Linked DNA regions of Zea mays: region 1 is linked to region 2. The links are chromatin contacts, called in public Hi-C maps. All regions are on one chromosome and are shown on one strand. Each heading gives the region's core, a stretch centred on a gene start, on an enhancer-like site or on the middle of the called end of the contact. The rest is flanking DNA. Distances are from core to core; before and after follow the strand shown. Region 1 holds the start of LOC103629196 (AP2-like ethylene-responsive transcription factor TOE3). Region 2 holds the start of LOC100279015.

The links. Hi-C and Micro-C count contacts between places; a contact is called where the count stands out from the background.
Region 1: a Hi-C map of ear shows a contact between it and region 2, with 2.3 times the contacts expected there. The contact joins the promoter of LOC103629196 here to the promoter of LOC100279015 in region 2. A contact is called at or near these places in 3 of 25 Hi-C or Micro-C datasets (bundle sheath, ear and tassel) and 1 of 3 datasets of contacts at active chromatin or transcription factors (leaf).

What each region holds. Positions count from the first base shown.
Region 1 is chr6:36,816,881-36,822,993 of Zm-B73-REFERENCE-NAM-5.0, reverse strand. It overlaps LOC103629196 (AP2-like ethylene-responsive transcription factor TOE3), which reads right to left and starts at 3,327. Exons shown (of 10, transcript NM_001328266.1): 1 at 2,341-3,327; 2 at 2,198-2,223; 3 at 2,046-2,076; 4 at 1,865-1,952; 5 at 1,642-1,787; 6 at 1,252-1,296; 7 at 988-1,148; 8 at 687-832; 9 at 187-306. The coding sequence starts at 2,852.
Region 2 is chr6:36,043,139-36,049,423 of Zm-B73-REFERENCE-NAM-5.0, reverse strand. LOC100279015 reads right to left here and starts at 3,534. Exons shown (of 2, transcript XM_020539838.3): 1 at 3,117-3,534; 2 at 2,574-3,005. The coding sequence starts at 3,197. The coding sequence ends at 2,922. It overlaps LOC103629190 (interactor of constitutive active ROPs 2, chloroplastic), which reads left to right. Exons shown (of 4, transcript XM_020539837.3): 3 at 1-68; 4 at 320-2,287. The coding sequence ends at 1,972.

The sequences.
Region 1 (6,113 bases), core at 2,078-4,577, 770 kb before region 2:
TGACAGCCGCACGCAAGAGAGAAATTAACCAGCTGCTAAAAATCTGCTATCTGAAACTGCATACACCTTCAGGCTGCATACTGCACTGCATGAACAATCTGACACCTGATCCGTGTATTATGATGCCAATCTAGCTAGCTTGACAAACCTTTGCAAATGATTCAGTACTGTATAGTGTCGTCTAACCTCATGGTGTGTGATGAAGAAGGGGTGAGACCGAGGCGGTAGATGCTCGGCAGCCACGAGATGAGGGAGGAACGACCGGTGAGGGCGGCCCGCCGACGACAGCTCAGACGGAGCATCGATCTGCATGAGAAGAAGAAGAAGCGAGAGATTTTCAGTTGAATTATCGGCAGCTCCATCCAAAGCTGTCCACGCCGCTCTCTGTATAAATTTTCCTTAAACAATTCAATTTTGGTAGGAGGAAGGAGAAAAAGTAGACGAAGAAGAAGTATTCTGCTCAGCTGTCGCGATCACCCACCCCGAAAGAGAAACTCGCTGCTTGGCGATAAACTAGTCCGCCTAGCTAAAAATGATCCCGACTTGCGAGAGGGTATGTGTTTAATTGTCAAATGATCAAAACCGGGCAACTAACAGCCGTCGGTAGAGATAGGGTTTGACGAAGAGGAAAGTTTTACTGATTTTGATACTTGTCAAGGTACGTAGCGTTATTACTTAGCGCTTGCCTTGGTTTTCTTCAGAACGGCGGAGCCGTCAAACGGCCGCCCATGGTGGTGGTGGAGCTGCGGACCAAGGCAGTTCTTGTCTCTTTTGGGGCTCTGGGACGATGCCGGTTGCGAGATGCTCAAGTTCAGATCAACGTCGTCAGCAACTGCAGAAGCAGAAACAAAAAAAATCAAATCTCAAATTCAGAAAGTTCACCCCGGTTCAACCGAAAAACAAGGGCATCGTCCGAAAGCTGATGAGCTAATAATTAACAGCGGCGTCATCTGAAGATTACATGGCAGCGAGCAGCTACTTAATTACCTTCTGCGCTAGCTTCAGCAGTCAGCAGCAGCTCCCCGTCGTACGTGCTGGGCTCGAAGTTCGTCACGGCCTCTCTACCGTTGCATTTGATCGCGGCCTTGTCGTACGCCCTGGGGTCACGAAACGGCAGGGAGAATCGAATATCGAGTCGGTACTCAACCCTTTGGGAATCAAAAGCCATGATAAAAGAAGAGAAATTGCAAGAGAGAAATCAAAAGGCATGGTGTATATGAACAAATGGCAGAATCGTCCGAGGTGAACAACCTTGCAGCCTCTACTTCGCTGTCGAATAGCCCAAGATATATGTACCTGCACCCAAGCCAAGCATGGCGTTCCCACCGGTGAGCTAGCTAGCTAGGACTGAGGAATTCCCTAGCCACTTCCCCTTTTTTTTATATTAATATTCCGTTTTTTTAATCTTCTGATTGAAACAACCACTGATCAAGCAAGCATATACTTTTACTGAACAATGCATGGTAAAACTAGTACTAAATCATGTGCGTGGGAGTTCATCTGGTGCGAAGTACGAACGAACGAACTCTATCGAGACTACAGCCATCAAGTGAGTGGATGGAAAGGAAAGGCACATGCAAGGATGAAATGAAATAATCTGCAGCAAAGTACAGCGCCTGCAAACGAAGTGTTGTTTCTTACTTCTTGCCGAGGAACTGCCCCATGCGCGCCTCCCAGCGGCCGCACTTGTGCAGGGTGACGCCCCTGTACTTGGAGCTGCCGCGGGAGAAGCCGGTGCTCTGCCGCCGCAGGGCGTGAACGAACTCCTCCTTGGACAGGCTCTTCATCTGGTGCACAGGGCCATGCGTGTACGTTCAGCAGATGTTTCAGTCGGTGCTAGCTGCAAGAACACTCGTGTATGTACCTGCTTCATATCGTCGTCGTAGTCGCTGAGGTTGAAGTTTATGTCGGCGTCGACGCCGCGGAACTTGATCGCCGCTCGGTCGTACGCCCTGCAGCAAGCCCGTCCCGAGAGCTAGCGGTCCATTAATCCGGCCGGTCGGTGGGGTAGCTAGACAAGGGTGGATGGATGGATTGATCGTTACCTTGCAGCGGCATGAGCAGTGTCGAATCCACCTGCGTAGATTGGCCATCGGCCAGATCACCGAATCGGTTAATTAGGCCATTCGATCGAGATCACGAACTAGTTAATAACGGGAAATTTATGCTGCAGATCGATCTGCTTATTGCTGCTCACCTAAGTACACCTGCTTCCCGCAATCCCTGCCATTTCCGAGGAACAGGACAGCACAGGAAGACGAAACATTTGGGTGTCAGAATCACAAGCGATTATTGGTCGGTAGGTGAAAGGGCGCATGGTGAGCTTGCAGTGCTACTGACCAGATGTGGGACTCCCAGCGGCCGGTGCGGCGGTAGAAGGTGACGCCGCGGTACTGCGAGCTGCGGGAGCGCGGGCCGCGGCGGCTCTTCTTGGCCTGCTGCGGCTGCGCGGGCGGCGGCGGGGGCGGGTACGGGTGCGGGTGCGGCAGGACCCTGATGTCCGGCTGCTGCTGCGGGCCGGCGCGGAAGAAGCCGAGCTCGGCCCAATGCTGCGGCGCCGGGAAGAGCTCCCGGGTGACGAGCTGCTGCTGGTGGTGGCGAGGTGGCGACGGCGTGGCGTCGCCGTCGTCGGCGTCCGCGCCGGCCGCGTCGCTGTCGCTCCTGAGGATGCTGAACTCGAGCACGGCCGGCGTCGAGCTTGACCCCTCCTCCCCCGGCGCGGGCCCCCCGCCGCCCGCCGATGCCGCCTCCGCGTTCAGCACCGACGAGCCCGAGGACCCCGAGTCGCTCGCCTCCAGCGCCGCCGATGGCTTCTCCGGCGCCACCTCGGCCACGTTCAGATCCAGCTCCATCTCCCGCTCCTCTGCTCCTGCTCCAAGATTCCAACTTGCAAGCAGCAGCCCGTCCCCAGTCGCAACTGGGCTGCTAGCTAGTAGGTAGCTACCTGGTGGCTGGCGCTGGTCTATTTCAAGAAGAAGAACCAGAGGAGGAAGAGGTAGAAACAGGAGAGTGCCGAGTCGTTCTTGCGGTACATTTAGCCTCCACGACCACGAGCTGCCTCCTCACTCCCGATCTCTGACGACCATCCTGCACGCAACCCGGAGACGGCCCTAGCCACTGTACGGTCGCTTCACGACTCAAGAACACCGTACCCCGGACCACCAATCAACAATCAGCTAAATATCCTCTCCTTCCCCTCCTCCGTTAAATATCTTCTCTGATTTGGGCAAGGGGAGTAGGGGGAGAAGAGGAGCGGTTAGCTAGCTAAAGGTTGGGTTTTTTACAGGAAAGGCGGCGGGCGCGGGGCCTTTCGGAGCTCCGGCGGTGGGCGACGGAGCTGAGGAAGAAGAGGGAAGGTGTGGCGGAGTGAGGGAGAAAAAAGAGGCGGGTGATATATAGATAGAATAGGAGAAGGAGAGTGGGGTGGGGCGTCGGTCACCGCCGGTGGCCGGTTAACCTTAAAATCCTTCCTGATTTGGGCACCCTGCGTCGTCCGATTTGGTGGGTGGCCGCCTGCGGGCCTGGATTTGTCATTTCTCCACCCCGGGACCCCAATCCGGCCATCCCAACCCACACCCACACGGCCCCGCCCGGGAATAAAAACATGGGAGTGAGAGTGAAAAAAAAAGAGGGTCAGATGATAATAATGATGATGACGATATATAGTTTGCCATGCCATGCATGTCGCGCTGGTCGAAAATATCTCCTCTCTCCGTTTTGGCAGGTGCTTCCTCCTCGGCTTCTCCTGCCTGCCTACCATAGACTAGGCTGTTTGAGGACCGTGAAGGAACAATTTCTCTTTGTTTGAGAAATGAGTCTTGCAAGCGATGAGCATTGCAAATAATGCATGTTATTATGTTAGCGTGCATGTGTACCATGTATAAGAAAAACATTTTCTACCCTCATAGATGTAATAGAGTAGAAAGACTTATTTTTTCTGTGTGTCGTGACAAGATTTTTAGGTTGTGCGGACGTCGATAGGGCACCAAACACTATTAGGGATGTCACAGGTCGAGTATAATAAATACCCGTCCACGACCGTACCCGCGGATATTAGCCATACCCACCCGCAACTGTACTCGCGGATAAAAAAATTATACTCGTGTCCGTACCCGTCGGATATCGGGTATATATATATATATATAATATAGAAAATTCCAGAAAATACAATCATAACCAGCAAAAATTCCAGAAAACTTATGCGTACATGGAACACTTCAAACAAGTCTTCATGAATTATGCGTCAACACAGGCATACAGAATATAATATGGAAACACTTTAAGTCTTCATGATACATGTTCACTAGTTTTTTAGTTTTTACGAATATCCACGGGTAACCCACGGGCGGCAAAAAATATCTGTACCCGAACCGATTTTATCACGAAGAACCTGAATCTCGCCTCCCGTGAGGGACCGCGTCGGGAGGAGAGATCCAAGGGTTTTCTTATGGTCGACAGGTCACCCAAGGCGTTTCTAGTCAACATAGAGCTGAAGAGAGGCGAAGAATTGAGGTAGAGGAAGGCTAAACTAGGGCTAACTTATTCTATTCACATGCAGACCGTTTGTGCCGTCACCGCGCACTCTAGACCGTAAGGACTATAGGGCCGGACTGTCCGGTAGCTAATTTGGTGCTCAACACATGCCCCTTCCTTTTGGTGGAGGTTGATGAACAAAAAGCATCTACACTATTAGCACCCTTCAAGAAACAACAAATCTCACAAGTCCTTTTGTTTTTCGATGTAAGAACTCAACCGATGCAGGTCACCGGCTTTTCAATCTAATAGAGTGAGTATTCAATAGAGTTCTAGAGCATAAAGGTCGTTTAGGATTGCATCTTTCTCGGACATGACTACTTGATCAATGAATCAATAGAGGTACAAAATTGTGGTACCCCAGCTCAAATAAGCAAAGCACTGACACATGTAATACGGGTTCATTGCGGCACTACCCCATGTTTGAACAGGAAAATATATCGTCGATGAATAGGCTAGTGGAAAGTACTATGGCATCATTAGTTGAACAGACGACCCTTGTTGCGTCGCCTGTTGGACCGTTTTATTCAGTTGTATTGCCTTTGTAGGTGACCGGAGTGGTTTTGTTGGCCAAATGCAGGGACGGCCTTTTCAAAAGCAGGGATGGCTTTAACCATCCCACCAGAAGTTTTAGATGAATTTTGCTTCGACGTACCTGTTTCTGGTTATCGATGCTTTTAAAGGTGTGTGGACACTTCAGCCTCTGGTTGCTGCCAGCGTTCAATGAGATGAGTCAGATTGTATGTGTGGGTTCTAGACCAACCACATGGAAGCACCGGGTCGTTCGCGATGCGTTGGGTAAGGAGCTTTAATCAGTTAGCCGATCATGCTTGCCCCCCGGTGCCTTCGACCTTGTTAGTCCTTTTGTCCGGAGCCTTCTGAGTAATTACTCCTTGCAATGTTTCTGACATGTGAAGACTACCAACGATAATATTTTTGCCTTTGTCTTTATCGGCCACATCCAGTCGAACCAAGACTTTTTTATCTGTTAGCTCCATCATATTGATAGGAAATGGTTGTTTGTCAATTTTCCTCTCCTAGAAACTCAACCGACCCTTATGTATGGCTGATTATATCTGCTGGCGGAAAACATTACAATCATTGGTGGCATGAGAACAAGAATTATGCCACTTGCAATAAGCACGTCTCTTTAGTTCATCTAGAGGAGGGATAATATGAGTTACTTTAATGTTACCACTCTTTAATAGCTCATCAAATATTCTGTCAAACTTGGCAACATTAAAGGTACATTTAACTTCGTTCTTCTTGTCGATTCTTTTGAACTGGCTGTAAATTAAGAAGAGCATGCCAAAGGTTTGGCCTGCGTTAACCAAACAAATTCAGTTGTATATACCTGTAGATTCATCATCCGAGCTATCGCGCTCCACTAGAAGCACATTATGGCTAGCCGATTTAGATGACTCTTTATTTCGGCTTTCACATGCCAACGCTCGCTGGTGCACCTGTACTAATGAAAAGAACTGGGTGCCATCTACTTTTCTTTTAGGTAAGATTGCAACCCATTAAAATCCAGCCCTGCTAGCTGTTTGTCCGCGACATATGGATTTGGAAGCATCAGT
Region 2 (6,285 bases), core at 2,285-4,784:
CAAGAACGCCTACGGAGAGGAGCCCTAAGGTTACTGAGAGGCGGTCTCCACGGAGCCCAATTACTGAGGTAGTGGTATATCTTGCAGCCAGCACATTATCTTCACTCCCTGTCCTGTTTTCTAACATTCAGTTTTCCTTATGCTAGCATCATGATTGGAAACCCTGTAAAGTACCCAATTTACTTTGAGCAAACAACTTTATCTTGTTATGATTATTTCAACATTTCTGTATTGTTCAGCATAGAAACTACATATTTGTCTGTGACATGGTTTGCGTCATGTTGAATCGTTTGGTCACATAATTTACGCTCCGTTTCAGAAGAAGCGCCCAAGCAGGCTATCGGAACTGGAGTCCAAGGTCAGCCAGCTGCAAGATGAACTGAAGAAGGCCAAGGAGCAACTTAGCTCGTCAGAGGCACGGAGGCGCCATGCGCAGCAGGAAGCCGAGGAAGCAAAGACGCAAGAGCAGGCTGCAGCCGCCTCGAAGCTGGAGGAGTTGCAGCGCCAGCTTGACGAGTTCTCAGCTGCGGAGGAATCCCGTCTCCAGGAACTGCGCAAGATCTCGCAGGAACGTGACCGTGCCTGGGAGTCGGAACTCGAGGCAGTGCAGAGGCAGAAATCAGCGGACGCAGCCGCGCTCGGCTCGGCCATGTCCGAGATCCAGCGGCTGAAGCAGCAGCTGGAAGCTTCAGCAGAGTCTGACGCGGCCCGCGCGAAGCAGTGCGAGTACGTGGAAGCTGAGATCGAGGGCTTGAAGCAGGAGATGGAGATCCGCCTAGCGACCATTGAGGGCCTGAAGGTGAATGTCAGCGAGAGTGACAGGGCTGCGGCTGAGGCAAATGCCACGGTAAATGAGACCAAGCAGCAGCTGGAGACAGCGAAGGCCACCATTGACTCACTTGTAGCTGAGGGCGTCCGCATGCAGGAATGCCTGAGGTCGAAGGACATGGAGCTCAATGAGTCCAAGGCTCTCGTGGCATCGCTCCAGGAAGATATGAAGAAGTCACATGACACGGACAATGCCAAGGCCAAGGCCAATACTGATGTCCGCTCTGAGACTGAGGCTCTGCAGAAGGTGCTGGTGACCACAAGTGCCGCCGACGCCAATGGGAGCTGTGGAAGCTATGACCCAGAGATCGAACAGTTGCGGACTGCTCTTGAGGTCGCTGAGATCAGGTACCAGGAGCAGCAAACTCGGATGACTATCGAGACTGGAGGCTTGTACGAGACATTGGAGAGTGTGAGGGCCGAGTGCGCCCGCGAACTGTGCGAGCTCAGGCTGGAGCTGAAGAACAAGAACGATGCACTCATGGAGGCAATGGCAGGAGCCGCCGCAGATCCTCACAGGCCAGACGCGATGCAGCAGCCGGAGCTGGAGGCGAAGCTGATGAGGTCCATCACCGACGCGGCGGAGCTGAAGGCATGCCTGATGGACAAGGAGAACGCGCTGCAGAGCCTGGCGGAGGAGAACGAGGCGCTGAAGGCGGGGGCGGGCAGGGCGGAGGCGGAGCTGCGGCGCAAGTACGAGGCGGCGGTGGCGGAGCTGGAGCTGGCCAAGGCCGCGGAGCAGGACGTGCGGATGCGGCTGGGGCTGGTGACGGACGAGGCGGACAGGAGCAGCCGGCGCGCTGCGCGGGCGTCGGAGCAGCTGGACGCGGCCCAGGCGGCCGGCGCGGAGATGGAGGCGGAGCTGCGGCGCCTGCGCGTGCAGTCCGACCAGTGGCGCAAGGCCGCGGAGGCGGCTGCAGCCGCGCTCGGTGGGGGTGGGGGGAAGGACGGCAACGGCGGCACGGTGGAGAGGACCGGGTCGCTGGGGCCCGAGTACGGCAGCTCCATCGGCGGGAAGCTGATGAGCTCGCCATTCTCGGACGACGTGGACGAGGAGTCACCCAAGCGGCGCAACGGCGGCGGCGGCGGCGGCGGCGGCGTGCTGCGCAGGATGAGCGGGCTCTGGAAGAAGAGCCCCAAGTGAGTGAGACTGAGATGGGGTGGACGGGGTCCGGGATAGCCGTAGGTGCGAGGTGATGCAATAGCAGCAGTATGAGTAGGAGGGATACTGGTGAATGCTGCAGGGAAGACGACGACGCTCTTTCTGGACAAGACACGGAGACACAGCTCTAGTCTAGGTGGTAGGAAGCATGATCGTCTCTGTCTGATAACATTTGGCTGGTACTTGAGTGAACCTCGTGTCGAGGAGCAGCTGCTTTTGGCTGCCTGTTCTGTACCTTACTATGCTTCATTCAGTCAAAAAAATTCCCACATGTGACATGTTCTTGGTTCTTTTTTCTTTTTGAAGCGTTTTTATTTCATTTTCCCTTCAGAAGCTATGCTGTACATCTAATACGTTACTTGCCTGGCTGATGATTTGGATGTATGTATCTGGGCAGTATCACTGCGCGTTCTCTCAGCGCGATTTCACTGGAATCCAGGTACCCGTTTAGTTGAGAGAGAGAGAGAGAGAGAGAGAGAGAGAGGAAGCCGTCGGGGATGCCGTTGCGGAAGAGCTACCAACGAACGTCGCAGTGCATGCACCTCTGCTTCCATAAGAATTCAGCACGGCTAGCACGAAGGAAGATCTCAGAAAACATGTCTGGATTCAGAATCAGTAGCAGAGTAGAAACTCTGGACTCTAGTACACACTTGCATACAAGCTACGGTTCCTTCTTCCCATCCATGTCCATGGGCACAGCAAAACGGACCGGTAGACGAGCTGAGAGAAGCTAAGCTGCAAGCAGCTAGCTAAAGCTAACTAAAGCAAGACACAAACATACAGCATGGGCTAAACGTACGTATGCCTGCATCACTGCATGCATGGAATGGATGGATCAGAAGCACTGGGTCTGGGTCTCATATATTCCAGCTCCCGGCGGGCGGGCGGACGGTCACCATCGTCGTCATACCTACCACACCATGTTGTGCTTTCACGCGACGAGGACGTAGACGGCGTAGATGATGCCCGGGATGTATCCCAGGATGGTGAGCAGCAGGCAGATCCAGAACTCAACCTGCAGGGCAGGCACACAGTAGATCGCGAGCAAGCAGTTACTTTACTTACACACATCTGATGAGAACGACGATGCATCAATTAATCAGATGCTAAGCTGAGTGTTAATTACCCCGATGCCGTAGCGGAGGAAGACGCCGACCGGCGGCAGCAGGATGGCCAGCAGGATCTCCACGAACGTCTCCGACCCCATTGCCGACGCCGCCGCCTTCCAAGTAGGAGCAGCTCAATCTCAGCGCAAAGTTTCGCTCCCTGCTCTGCTCTCAGCTCAGGGCCCCAGCTGGGAAGGAGAGACGCCGGTGGCAGCAGATGAGGAGGCGTGGTAGCAAGCAAGCAGACGCTGGAACTGGAACCCAGGGGAAGGATCAAAGCAAGCTGCCCGCAGAGAGAAGACGTGGCGGCGCCGAGCTTCGGTGGCGCGACACCTGGCCTCGCTTCTAGGACGCGTGCCCTGCCTACCATTGCGGCAGAGAAGAGAGGTTTTCTGTCAACAACAGTGAAGGACATCACCCGATAGTCAACGGGCCGACACGGCGCGGCGTTTTCACGGGCCGTACTTAAAGTGGCTCACGTGTCTGGACTCTGGACGTCGACCTCGGCACGATCCTACGGATTTGTTTTTGTGTTGGGTTGGTCCGTTGGAGCACAGGAGCCCCCCAGATATACAACACCTCTAAAATATGGTAAATTTTAGAATTTTCAAACACAAGACATCGATACCGAACAAGGCATGCAACAGCGTCTCGCCTAATGTCGTCTTTGTCATTGGAGACAAGCCTTGTCGTGCGAAAGTCATCATTGCCGGTGAGCGAATAGACCTCGTCATCATTCCTCAACTCTAATACATGGCGATCTTTACCACGGACGATCGATCTACACCGTTCCTCAACGGTGCGTGCAGCCGTCGTACATGCCTAGTCTACTCTAGAGGAGGAAGACGAGGCATCGACAACTGACCTACACAAAATAATTAGAGATCTAGGGTTAGGGTTAGAGTTTACTTGTGCAACCGGAGCCTGGAGTTGGAGAAGACATCGGGCACCTAGACGAGAGACACTGATTAGAAACGACAACGAGCGGGGGAGGAGAGACTAGGCTACAACACGAACTCACATAGTTCATCGAGAGAGAGAGGAGACATGGAGAGGGGAGATGGTGTTGTATTGCTGGATCGAGGTCACTGAAGTTAGGGACGGGGGCCGAGGGCGACGGTCAGCGAGGAGACAATGAGATCGCCGGATCAAGGCGAAGGTAGGCAAATGCGAGGCGAGGACCCGAGGCGCTGGGAGTGGGGGTATGGGGGTATACTGGGCATCAGGACGGCGTCGAACTGGCAGCGTCGTTACCGGGCTACCCTAGCGGGAGCAGGCCAGGCACGATCTGCTCCTCTGGGCCGTGCCAGCCCAGGCGCATTAGCAACTATGTCGGGCTAGACATGGACCAGACCAGACTACGGGCCCAAGCTCTATGTACAACTATAGGTGGAAGGCCAAGACGAAGGTGGATTTCGTCGTGGCGAGCGCAAGAGGAGGCCAAATTCAAGATACGCGGGAGGGAGTGGGTTTAATGTATGTCTATTGTATGGACCGACGCCACTCTATGCTTTTGTATCTGGGCCGTGTTTGAGTATGCCGAAGGAGGGAAACAAAACCCTTGAACCTTGTATCATAGGAAGGGCCGACCCTGGGGGGTGGCAGCCGGTGCCACCGCACCGAGCCCCACGAAGCTGGTGGCCCCCCACCCCATAAACAATATTCCACAGGCCACAGCGACAATTGCAGATTTGCAGCCTGCTACGCCAGAGGCCCAGAGTCCAGACGCTAATCCAATTGCCTACGCCTGTTCCTCTGCCCGCCGCCTGCATGCGCCTGTTCGCCTGCCCTGATCGCGCTGTCTGTTACCGCTGTCTCTGTGGCTCTGCCTGGCGACTGGCGTTCGCTCGCCGCTCGGCCACGGTGTCACACCCGGGTTTTAGGGGTCCAAAGCCCGGGCGCGAACATAAACACCAGGTGTGCTGGGACCAAGTCTCACACATATGATGAATCATGGCACAGGATCGAATGTCACATCTTTACAATATAATAGGAGTTCTGTACAAAATAAATAATTACATTATAAGGAGACAACGGTCCAGCAACCCAAAGTTGACTGGGAGACTGAAAGGGAATTAGGGTTACACCTAGTTCTTATATAATTTTGGTGGTTGAATTGCCCAACACAAATTATTGAACTAACTAGTTTGCTCTAGAATATATGTTCTACAGGTGCCAAAGGTTCATCTACAAACATACTAAATCGACTGTCCGGAATACCGTAGATTATTCCGGACAGGAGAAGCTTTTTGGAAAAACAGGCCAAGCGCGGACCGTCCGGGCCCTTGCGGCGGACCGTCCGCACCACCAGGATGACCCTCGGACAGGACCAATGCAAAAATCTAAGTCTGCACTATGGACCGTCAGAAGGAAAAGAGCGGACCGTCTGGGACCTCGCGCGGACCGTCCGGCCTCAGGCGCGGACCGTCCGGTAGGTGAGGAACCGAAAAACCCGAAGGTGACGGGTTCGGAAAAATGAATTATAGCGTCCGCGCGGACCGTCCGGGGTGCACGACCGGACCGTCCGCGCCTGACTTTATCTGACATCTGACGACGCATTAAATGCAATATAGCCGTTGATATAGCCGTTACTGCTGACCGTTGCATTTTCAGCCGTTGATCTACAGGCGCGGACCGTCCGGACCAGGCGGGCGGACCGTCCGCGGTCGGCAGAATGGAGCAACGGCTAGAAAGTGGTTGGGGGCTATAAATACCTCCCCAACCACCTCCATTCACTTCATCCAAGCATTCCAACCTTCAACATTCAATACAAGAGCTAGCAATCCATTCCAAGACACATTCAAAGCCTCCATCTCTCCAAGTTTCACAATTGAGAAAAGAGATCATTAGTGATTAGTGACTTGAGAGAGAAAGTGATCCGTGTGTTATTTGTCGCTCTTGTTGCTTGGCTTTTGCAATCGTGCTTTCTTTCATTCTTTCTTGCAAACAACTCAATTGTAACCAAGACAAGAGACACCAATTGTGTGGTGGTCCTTGCGGGGAAGTTTGTTCCCGTTTGATTGAGAAGGAGAAGCTCACTCGGTCCGAGGGACCGTTTGAGAGAGGGAAAGGGTTGAAAAAGACCCGGCCTTTGTGGCCTCCTCAACGGGGAGTAGGTTTGCGAGAACCGAACCTCGGTAAAACAAATCCGCGTGTCACACTCTTTATTTGATAGCGATTTGTTTTGCA